Regions from separate parts of the Sus scrofa genome. Here all the other regions are linked to region 3. Evidence: chromatin contacts called from public Hi-C and HiChIP or PLAC-seq data. All regions are on one chromosome and are shown on one strand. The core of a region is the stretch at or near the end of the contact, and the rest is flanking DNA. Distances in the headings are between cores, read along the strand shown. Region 1 holds the start of MDH2 (malate dehydrogenase 2, NAD (mitochondrial)). Region 2 holds the start of DTX2 (probable E3 ubiquitin-protein ligase DTX2). Region 3 holds the start of HSPB1 (heat shock protein family B (small) member 1).

What was found. A called contact is a pair of places that touch in the nucleus more often than the background predicts. HiChIP or PLAC-seq counts read pairs in DNA pulled down with a chosen protein or histone mark.
Region 1: a contact with region 3 is called in a Hi-C map of liver, with 3 times the contacts expected there. The contact joins the promoter of MDH2 here to the promoter of HSPB1 in region 3. A contact is called at or near these places in 1 of 5 promoter capture datasets (liver), 4 of 47 Hi-C or Micro-C datasets (heart right ventricle, liver, skeletal muscle and 1 more) and 2 of 2 datasets of contacts at active chromatin or transcription factors (alveolar macrophages and skeletal muscle).
Region 2: an H3K27ac HiChIP or PLAC-seq map of alveolar macrophages shows a contact between it and region 3. The contact joins the promoter of DTX2 here to the promoter of HSPB1 in region 3. A contact is called at or near these places in 1 of 5 promoter capture datasets (fetal liver), 4 of 47 Hi-C or Micro-C datasets (blood, embryonic fibroblasts, liver and 1 more) and 2 of 2 datasets of contacts at active chromatin or transcription factors (alveolar macrophages and skeletal muscle).

Annotation. Positions count from the first base shown.
Region 1 is chr3:10,131,309-10,134,641 of Sscrofa11.1, forward strand. It overlaps MDH2 (malate dehydrogenase 2, NAD (mitochondrial)), which reads right to left and starts at 1,397. Exons shown (of 9, transcript NM_001244153.1): 1 at 1,279-1,397. The coding sequence starts at 1,344. It overlaps STYXL1 (serine/threonine/tyrosine-interacting-like protein 1), which reads left to right and starts at 200. Exons shown (of 15, transcript XM_021086298.1): 1 at 200-967.
Region 2 is chr3:9,924,282-9,927,532 of Sscrofa11.1, forward strand. It overlaps DTX2 (probable E3 ubiquitin-protein ligase DTX2), which reads right to left and starts at 1,585. Exons shown (of 15, transcript XM_021086279.1): 1 at 1,420-1,585.
Region 3 is chr3:10,038,037-10,041,214 of Sscrofa11.1, forward strand. It overlaps HSPB1 (heat shock protein family B (small) member 1), which reads right to left and starts at 1,405. Exons shown (of 3, transcript NM_001007518.1): 1 at 1,036-1,405; 2 at 315-378; 3 at 38-227. The coding sequence starts at 1,405. The coding sequence ends at 38. LOC110259893 (a long non-coding RNA gene) reads left to right here and starts at 2,730. Exons shown (of 2, transcript XR_002342315.1): 1 at 2,730-3,178.

The DNA of each region.
Region 1 (3,333 bases), core at 147-2,646, 93 kb after region 3:
AGCCATGATGGGAACTCCTGAATAGGCATTTTAAACAACACAAATCAATTCTGAGCTCCGGATATCTGCCCCTTCCATCTCCTTTTCTTCTAACAATCTGTATCATCTTGGCACACCTCAACTCGAAAGCCCAAAGCCTTGCTGTCCTCCATGGTCCCCTTTCTCTCAATACCCTTCGTTAAATCACCTGTCAGCGAATCCCATTGCCTTAGCTTCACTGCGTTCCCTTCCCCACTCCTCAGCATCTATCTTCATCCCCTCCACCTATCCTACATTTACTCCTTGTTGGCCAAAGTGCAGCCATCATGGTATCACTTGCAGCCCCAAGGACAATTTTTGGCAAACATGAATACTCAATGCGCTTATTTCTATATTTTAAAAATGAATTCCACTCACAGCAAACTGATCTGAAAGACAGAAGCTAAACAAGAAATGAGGAATCTCATTCAATAACCACCTCCCCTTTGGGTGTGGTACCTAAGAGGCAATGTGGGTATCTCCAGGCTTCTCAGACTTTGGCTATATGAGAATCACTTGGTAAAAATACTTAGGCCCGGATCCCAACCTCCTTTAATGAGCCTTCGCCTCCGATCGTCATCAGCTTCCAGGTGATCCTAACTCACACCAGAGTTTGAGAATCGCTGCCCTAGAAGACGGCTAAAAATAGGTTAGGCTTAAGTAGTCCCAGGCCCACATCATGTACTGTTACACCGCGTGGGGGCCGGCCCAGTCCGCCGGCAGCAGGAAGGAGCCTTCAAAAGGTCCTTAAGAGGAAGCAGCGTCTTCAGATTCTTAGAGGAAAAGCTTGTTGTTCCAAAAGTCACTGACGGTGGTCAGGAGAGCTGAATTTTAAAACTTTGGCCGAAAGACTGTGTAACCTTGAACCAGTGCTCTACCTTCAGCGTTTATCTGCACTACGGAGTTAAAAATTACACACTATTTGTACAGACGCTGCAGGAAGAACGAGGTTAGTCTCTCAAAGTACTATGGAAAATAAGTGGCTTTCGGCTCGAGAGCCCTGGCTTTTCAACCTGGAAGGAGCAGGCCCTCTGGAGGACCTGGAGGCGAGCTGTGGGGCTCGGAGAAGCGCATCGGTCCTAGAGTTGCCTCTCCCCTACTCCCGCACTTCCTGCGGGGTATCAGGGCCGGCCGAGGGGGCCACAGCCGCGGGTCGGCACCGGGCGGCCCCGCGGTCCAGGCTGACCTGGGAGTCAGGCTGCTAGCGAGCCAGCAACACACGTGGCCTACGCAGGGGAGCCTCTGCTTCGCAGGGCCTACCTGGGCCGAGGTGCTGAAGCTGCGGCGGAGAGCGGCGCCGGCAGGCCGGGCGAGGGCGGAGAGCATGGCTGGGGCGTGCGGGGAGAGGACCGGCCGGCAAACGAGCTGGCAGCAAGAAAGTGACTCCAACGACCTCCACACTCCACAGGCCCTCCCGGCTCCGCTCCGCCAGGTCTCGCGAGACTGGCCCGACTTCCGGCGCCCCACCTCCCGGATCTCGCGGTGTCTCGGCCGCATCCGGGTTGTAGCGGTGGCGGGCGGTGGGACGCGCCCGGAGCCGGGTCCAGGGCTAGGTCATAGCGCGGGTCGGGAGACGCGGTCGGAGTGGGAGGGAGAGTCTGCACCCGAGAGGTGGAAGAAGACGGGCTTGAGGCTGGAAGAGCCTTAGAGGAGCCATTTTGCAGGTGGGGCCCCAGACAGAGGCTCTGACAGGGAGACCGGCCGAGTTGGCGCCCCGGGCCCGGACTCGGCCAAACCTACCCCTCCTGCCCCTGGAGGCGGGAGGGGCTCCGAGCCCTGGAAAGCTTTGGAAAGGAAAGAGGGACGGGGAGGCCGAAAATCTTGGGATTACGGGTGGAAAAATGGGGGCTCTCCTAATCATCACTTCGGTGCACCCCTGCCCCGCCCCTGCTCACACAGACCCGGTCCACCCTCCAGTGTTGTCATCCTTCCTGGTAACCAGAACCTTCCACTGCAGTTTAGAAAGCTTTAGAGACACCCTGAGCACTGATCTTGTGTGCAACACTGATCTACTCTTCCTGAGTTTAGAGGGAAGCAGCCCCACGTTATAGATGCAGAAACAGGTGATGAGTTGCCAGTCCTTACTCCTCAGGTCTGCCCAGTAATAACGTGAACCCAGAATAATGTTTCTGCTGAAGGGGTAAAGAAACTGGCTGAGCTCGGTTAAGTGGATTTACTCAGAATCTACCTGGCCAGAAATAAAGATAGGGTTGCTGTTCAGAAGAAGCTTATTTAAATTCATCAGTTAATTTATAAGCTTCATTCACACACACCTCCCGTTGTATTTTATGGGCGTACAGAGAATTCCTTGCTCTCAGGAAGTTCAGGGTCAGAGTTCAGTGAATTGCGGCTCAGTGAAAACGAATCTGACTAGCATCTATGAGGACAAAGGTTCAATCCCTGGTCTCACTCAGTGGGCTAAGGATCCTGTGTTGCCGTCAGCTGTGGTGTAGGTCACAGGTGTGGCTCAAATCCTGTGTTGCTGTGTTGTAGGCTGACAGCTGCAGCTCTGATTGGATTCCTAGCCTGGGAACCTCCATATGCCTTGGGTGTGGCCCTAAAAAGAAAAAAAAAATTCAAAATCAAGTGGGGTAGATAAGTGAGCTGCAGGTTACTGCTTCTATAGAGGAGTGTACAAACTGACGGATAGGACCCATGGCTGAGCCTGCCTGAGAACATTGGTTGGGGAAGCAGCGGGTGCAAAGAACAGTTAGCACAAGACCCGAAGATGGAATCATGAGCAGGGAGTACATGATGACTGGCTTTTGTCCCTCCTTTTCACTTGTTCATTGAGCTATGAAAACATGCCAGCCCAAGCTTGGAGCTGGCTGCTCCACTGTGAGCAAGATCCACACATTTTCTGCTTTCAGGGGACTCGTCGTCTAGTGGGGGAGACAGGTAAATTGCAAGCAGCATGGTATGGCCAACCCTTGGAGAATTATGAGGGCTGTGGGGACACAGAGGAAGTCTGTCTCACCCCGACTTGGGGTGGAGGGGGCCGCCTCGTGAGAGGACTTTGGAGGATGAAGCACCGAAGCTGAGCTGTAAAGGAAATAAAAAGCAGGAGTTAGGCTCAGCTGCGCAGGAGGGAGAGATCCATGCCTGGGCTTTTGGGAAGGCTTTGGAGCTCTAGGAGCTGGGCTTTTAACAATGGGAAGTGTGCCAGTGAGAAAGAATGAGAAAAGAGCCCAAAGAAAAAGCTGGAGGAGACGGTAAACATAATTTTTGTGGGAGTGGGGACAAGAGGGCTGTGCTCTTTATCAGTGACGGTGTTTGTCTTTTTAAGGCCGCACCTGTGGCATATGTAGGTTCCCA
Region 2 (3,251 bases), core at 335-2,834, 110 kb before region 3:
GACCTCAAATGCCACCCTCCCCAGTCCCCACTTTCTCTAATGAAAATCAGATTGGGAAGTCAGCAATGTGAAGTCCTTGGGGCGCTCACCTTTTCTCTCTGGAGAGCTGGCACGACCTGTGCCTTCTTGATGGAGATACCAGATCTTTAGGAGGAATAACTTGTCTGAGTTCCCATCTTGATTTAAAACACAAACAACAAAAACCGGGCAAATCTGAAAGGCTTGCTGACTCAGCGACAGAAATTCCAAGGCACTTTTGCCAACAAGGAAAATGATCAGGTTTTAAACTGAGCAGTTAGGGAAAACGAATGCACAGATGTTGGGTCTGTGTGCTGTGGCTGGGGACTGGAAATTATCCGATTTATTTTCCAACAGCCTGGGCAGAGCAGAAGGTACAGTAGTCTCCCTCTGCCCACTCGACAATCAAGGGGATGATTTAAAAAAAAAAAAAAATTCCTAAGCCCTTCCACAGAAAGGCCTGAAAGGACTTTGTAAGCCCGTCTGCAATGCAGGCAGCCAAGAAATCAACACACCAGAGAAGGTAAAAGTTTAGCCAAAGTCACACAGCAAACGAACAAGAAGCCTAATTATAGTTACCCTGAAGCCTAATTATAGTTACCCTGATAGTTTAAGTAAAGCCTGATCCTGGCTACCAGAAAGTCCGCCTTCTAGAGCTGGAGCGGGGCTAGCTTGGCAGCAGAAATACTCTGAATTTCTTAAGGTCAAGCGTCGGTGCACACACTATTTCCACTGCTACTGGCACTTAGAGAAGAGGAACCAGCGCGCAGGACTGTAGCTGTCTGAGAAAGGGTAGTTCCAGCAAAAAGTCTTCTAAATTCTCTTCTCAGCATACATTACGCCCTCCCCCCGAAAAGCGACCCAGGGTCCCAGGAGATAGGCACTTCCTGGAAGACGGACCCTACTTGCGACAGGAAAGCAGAGTTAGGAGGCAAACTCCTCTCAAGTATAGTCTCCGACTCCCGTGAGTCGTCCACCAGGAGGCAGACGCCGGCGGAACCCACACCCTAACCACACACCGGGTGGCAATATCACCACCGCGTCCTCCAGGTCCTGTGGGAAGGGTTACACTCCTCCGGACGGACCCAAACTCCCAGAGTCTGCGCCCCTCCCCCTGCCAGCCCTGCGGCTTGCACCTCGGCGTTCACTCTCCCACACGGTCCGGTCCTAAACTCCCAGCGGCTCGCAGTTCCCACAGCTCTCGCCTCAGGGGCCTCCACCCGAAGGCCAGCCCTCACAATCCCCCCCGGACCCGACCCCGACCCCAGGGCTCGTCTCCGGCCCGGCCCAGCCCTCCCTCACGCCCACGCCCGCCCCCTTCCGGTCCCAGTTCGGCTCCTGCCCCGCGTCACCGGGACCCTAGCCCTGTCGAGGAGCAGGTGGCCTGCCCGCCCCTCTCACCGAGGCTGAGGAGGGAGAGAGGGGAGGCGAAAGACACCGCCGCACTCAGGCTGCAGCTCCGGCTCGGCCTGGGCACGGCTCCGGCTGTAGCTCCCACTCTAAGGAGAAGGCAGCCTGAGTGAAACTCGGCGTCGCAGCTTCCTTGCGTTCCAGTGCGCATGCCCAGGAGGCTGGGCCTTCTGGGAAATGTAGTTCCAGCGGGGCCGCGGAGGCGGGGCTGAACACAATATGCACCTGTTGTGGGGGTAGCTCTCCCAAAAGAGCTTCCTATCTAGTTAGCGAAACAGCCACTTAAACCCACAACTACAATATAGTATGATAAATGTAATAAAGGAGTGAGAGCATAGAGAGGAGTACCTACTGGGGGCAGGGACGGATCCCAGAGGAGGTGACACCTGAATTGGATTTTGAAGCCCCTATAGGAGGGTTTGCCAGATGGACTACCCTTGCAAAGGATGAAAGATTTGAAAGTGACCTATGCATTCAGGAAGCAGTGAAAAGTTCTGTTTGGCGAAGGCAAAGGATGAGTAGACGCCTAATTTATCCCTCCCCCTCCTTTCCTCTTTGGTAACTCTAAGTTTGTTTTAAAGCATTGAATTTTAAAAGGATACCCTTTAAAAAAAAGGGGGGGGGGAGTTCCCATCGTGGCTCAGCAGTTAACGAACATGATTAGCATCCATGAACACATGGGTTTGATCCCTGGCCTCACTTAGTGGGTTAAGGATCCAGCTTTGCTCTGAGATGTGGTGTAGGTCACAGACTCAGCTCGCATCCCACGTTGCTGTGGCTGTGGCATAGGCTGGCAGCTGTGGTTCTGATTGGACCCCTAGCCTGAGAACATCCATATGCCTCAGATGTGGCCCTAAAAAGACAAAAATAAATAATGAAAGAATACCCTTGTGGGGAGTTTCCATTATGGCGCAGTGGGTTAAGGATCCGGTGTTGCCAGAGCTGTGACATAGGTTACAGCTGAGGCTTGGATTCAGTTTCTGGCCCAGGCACGTCCATATGCCTCAGGTGCAGTAAAAAAAATAAATAAATATGATACCCTTGTGGCGGGTAGAGGATATGGAATGGAGTGGGGAGACCGGTTTGGAGGCTGTTGTTGTCGTCCAGGTCAAAGGTGATGAGGTCTAAACCAGGCTGGTGATTAATCTTTCAGTATCACAGACCTTCTTTACAAAGCTGAAGAAAGCTATTCCCAGAAAAATTCTCAGCTGTGTTCACACGTGTGTATGCACACAGACATTATTCTTCTTTTTACAGCTGTACCTACGGCACTTGGATGTTCCAGGCTGGGAGTTCAATGAGAGCTGCAGCTGCAGCCTTTGCCACAGCCACAGCAACATCTGTGGATCCGAGCCACATCTGCCACCTATGCTGCAGCTGGCAGCCACGCCAGATCCTTAACCCACTGAGTGAGGCCAGCAACCTAATCCCCATCCTCGGAGAGACAATTTCAGGTCTGTAATCCACTGAGCCACTGTGGGAACTCCCACACAGATGTTTTGTATATGTTCCTGGAGGTTCGAAGTCCTTTGAATCTTGGACTCCAATTAAGTAGCCTTACATAGGGGTTCCCACTGTGGCTCAGTGGATTGTGAACCAGACGAGTATCCAGGAGGACACAGGTTCAATCCCTGGCCTTGCTCAGTGGGTCAAGGATCTGTCATGGCTGTGGCTGTGGCTGTGGGGTAGGCTGGCACCCGCAGCTGCGATTCGACCCCTGGCCTGGGAACTTCCATATGCCGCGGGTGTGGCCTTAAGAGGGGGAAAAAGGTATTCGTACATAACCTAATGTCACTCAGACTTTATCAGGGATTTGAGGAAGA
Region 3 (3,178 bases), core at 155-2,654:
TTTGGGCGGGGGGCGGTGAGCAGCAGGGCGAAGGCCTTTACTTGGTTCCGGGCTTTTCCGACTTTCCAGCTTCTGTGCCCCCAAGCTGGGCCCGCGCCTCGAAAGTGACAGGGATGGTGATCTCTGCCGACTGGGTGGCTGGCTTGGGCAGCGGGGCCTCCACGCTGAGCGTGCCCTCAGGGGACAGGGAGGAGGAGACCTGGGTGGGGTCCACACCGGGGGGCAGCCTGGACAGGGAGAGGCAGGACAGGAGTGACCCACGGTGCGTCCCTGGGCCCTCCCCACCCCCCACCCCACCCGGAGCCAGGACTCACGTGTATTTTCGAGTGAAACACCGGGAAATGAAGCCGTGCTCATCCTGCCGCTCCTCGTGCTTGCCTGGGTGGGGGAGGGAGGTCAGAGGAGGCCTGAAGGGGCCGGCGCTCCCGCTGGCCCACAGCCAGCCGAGCCCCACCCGGTGGCCAGAACGCTTGCCAGGAGAGGACTAAGGGATGTGGGTACCCCAGACCTGTCCCGGGACCTCAGAAGCTTCTGGAAAGTTCGGTTCCAGGAGTCTGGGGCTGGGGCGTGGGGCAGCAGCCATGGGCACGCACACACGCCCCCTCCGAGGACCTGGACTAGGGATGGGGAGGAAGTGCGTGCGTGTGCGTGCGCGTGTCGGGGGAGGGGGTCGCCCTTGCCACACCAACTGCAGGCCGGGGGCCGGGGGCCGGGGGGGGGCGGCGCGGCGCGGGGAGACCTGGTCCCTCGCGGATGGCGTTGGGGCTGAGGGCGTCTCCGCTGGAAGGGGGCGTTTCTTCCCTGACTGGAGAGCTTTTAGGGCCAAAAGATCCCTTAGGACTTAGGAGCACCCCCCCCAAAGTCCAGGGAAGCAGGCACAGGCCAGGGGCAGGGCGAAGAGGCCAGGCCGGCTCCCCGGGCTCTGGCCCCGTCCTCGGCTAAGTTTCCATTTTCCAGGGCTCCTCCCCGGAAAGAGCGCGAGAGGCAGCGCGGGAGGGGCGGGGGGTGGGCGCGTCCCGGTCCCCGGGGGCTCACCCGTGATCTCCACCACGCCGTCCTTGGTCTTGACCGTCAGCTCCTCGGGGGCGAAGTGGTTGACGTCCAGGGAGACGCGCCAGCGGTCGGCAGTCTGCTGGATCTCCGAGACGCCGCTGCTGAGCTGCCTGCTGAGCAGGCGGCTGTAGGCGGGCGCGGCCACTGCGGCGGGGCCCTCGATGGCGGGCGGGGGCAGCGGGCGCACGTAGCCCGGCCAGCCGCTGTGGCTCAGCCACTGCGACCACTCCTCGGGCAGCCGGGGCAGCCCGAAGGCCTGGTCGAAGAGGCGGCTGTGGGCCGGGTACCAGTCGCGGAAAGGGTCCCAGCTGGGGCTCCGCAGGAGCGAGAAAGGCACACGGCGCTCAGTCATGCTGGCTGCGCTGGCTGGACGCGTCCGGCTGCGGCTGGGAGAAGGGGAGTTAGTGTCGGTGGGCCGAGCCCGCAGCGCTTTTATAATGGGCCAGCCGGGTATTTTTAGCAGGCGGTGTTTCAGGTCTCTATTAATGGCAATGACTGGCTGGGGGCAGCCCCTCCCCCTGCATTCCCCCAACTGCATACCGGGGCGCGGGGCGGGGCGAGGGAGGCCCTGCCCACATCTGGAACCTTCTCCTGTTTGAGAAAACAAATGACTGTAGCCCCGATGCTGGTGCAGTGCCCGCTGCCTAACACTGGCAGATTTCGGCGCTAAAGCGCTGGGCCGCAGCCTGTGGACAGTCCTGGCTTTTTGTGCAAGAGGACAAAGCCGAGGGAGTGGTCGCGCTGCTCGGGGCCACACAGCAGGGACTGGCAGAGCAGGGAGATGGACCACAGGGTGTCTGTGAAATAATGGCTTAAGAAGCAACATGGTGAGGAGTGTGGGCCTGAGAGTCCAGACTGTGTGAGTTCACATCCTGGTCCTGCCACTCACTGGATGAACTTGTACAAGTGAGAGTCTTTGTGCCTCAGTTTCGCCACCGGGAAAATGGGGGTGATGATGATGACAATGCTTCCGTCCCTGAGTTGGTGTGAGGATTCGGCAGCTTAATGCGAGTGAAGGTTTTAGTCCAGGGCCTGGTGGGTGACCGTTACTGTCAGCCACCTGGAGTTGCAGGGCACAGACGGAGGAAGCGGAGCTCAGAGGCAGCAGCATGTGGACGTTTGGGCGATGTCCCCCGGACCCCCTAGTAGGGGAGACCCAGACCAGAAACCCTGAGGCCTAGTGTTGAAAGGGGGTCAGGAGGGAGGTTATTGTCAAAACTCCCCATTGTATCCACTTTGCCTTGAGCTGGGGACAGGGAACCTGAGATGCAGCGGCCTTGAATCTAGTCTGGGCTTTGGCTTGGGCCAAGGCCCCTCCTTTCCCTTTTTACAGATTATGACCTCAGAGCCCTTTTGTTTAGCATTCCCACAGCACAGAGGGAGAGGGGCTCTAGGCAGTGCAATTCCTGCACACTTGCTGGGAGCCTGAGGCCTGCTCCTTGACCCCACCTCCTGGGTGAGCACCTGTGGGATCCAGGCCTCCACTCCCACCTCCCGTAGGGTCTGGCCACAACCTTGGCGTTCTCTCTTTCTCATTGCCCTGACTCCAGTCCAGCCTGCCTTCTCTGACTTGCATCCTGTTATCCCTCCTTTTCAGATGAGGAAACCGAGGTCCAGAGGGATTAAGTGCCTGGTCCACCGTCTCCTCTGAGACACGACAGAGTAAGATTCTTGCCCCTCTCGTGTTCAGGGCTCTTACCCTTGTGGGGCTCCCACCTTGGAGCCCTTCCTCTCCTTTTGAGACCCGCTCTCTCCAGGGGCTGGGCTGAGATTGTACTCCTGCCAGTTCCATGGGGGGCCTTGCTCTGCTCAGGATTCCTGAGTGGCTGGAAGCCAGATTCCAGGCCTCTCAACAAGCTGGGGGACACCAGCCTCATGCCCTTCCTGAGCCTCAGTTTCCACCACAGTTTCCTCTTCGAGAGAGAGCACTGCCAGATAGTTTTCTTGCTCACCCACCTGCTCCCCATCAGGAAAGAGCTAAGGTTGGGCCACAAATCCAAGGTCACCTCTGGAAAGGCCTCTGGGCACCTGGAGCTCTCATGAGGCAAGGGTAGAAGGCAGACAGAATGCTGGACCATGTTGGGAGCATGCTGGGTCTCCATGGGGAGCTGCTCGCTGCCTCCCA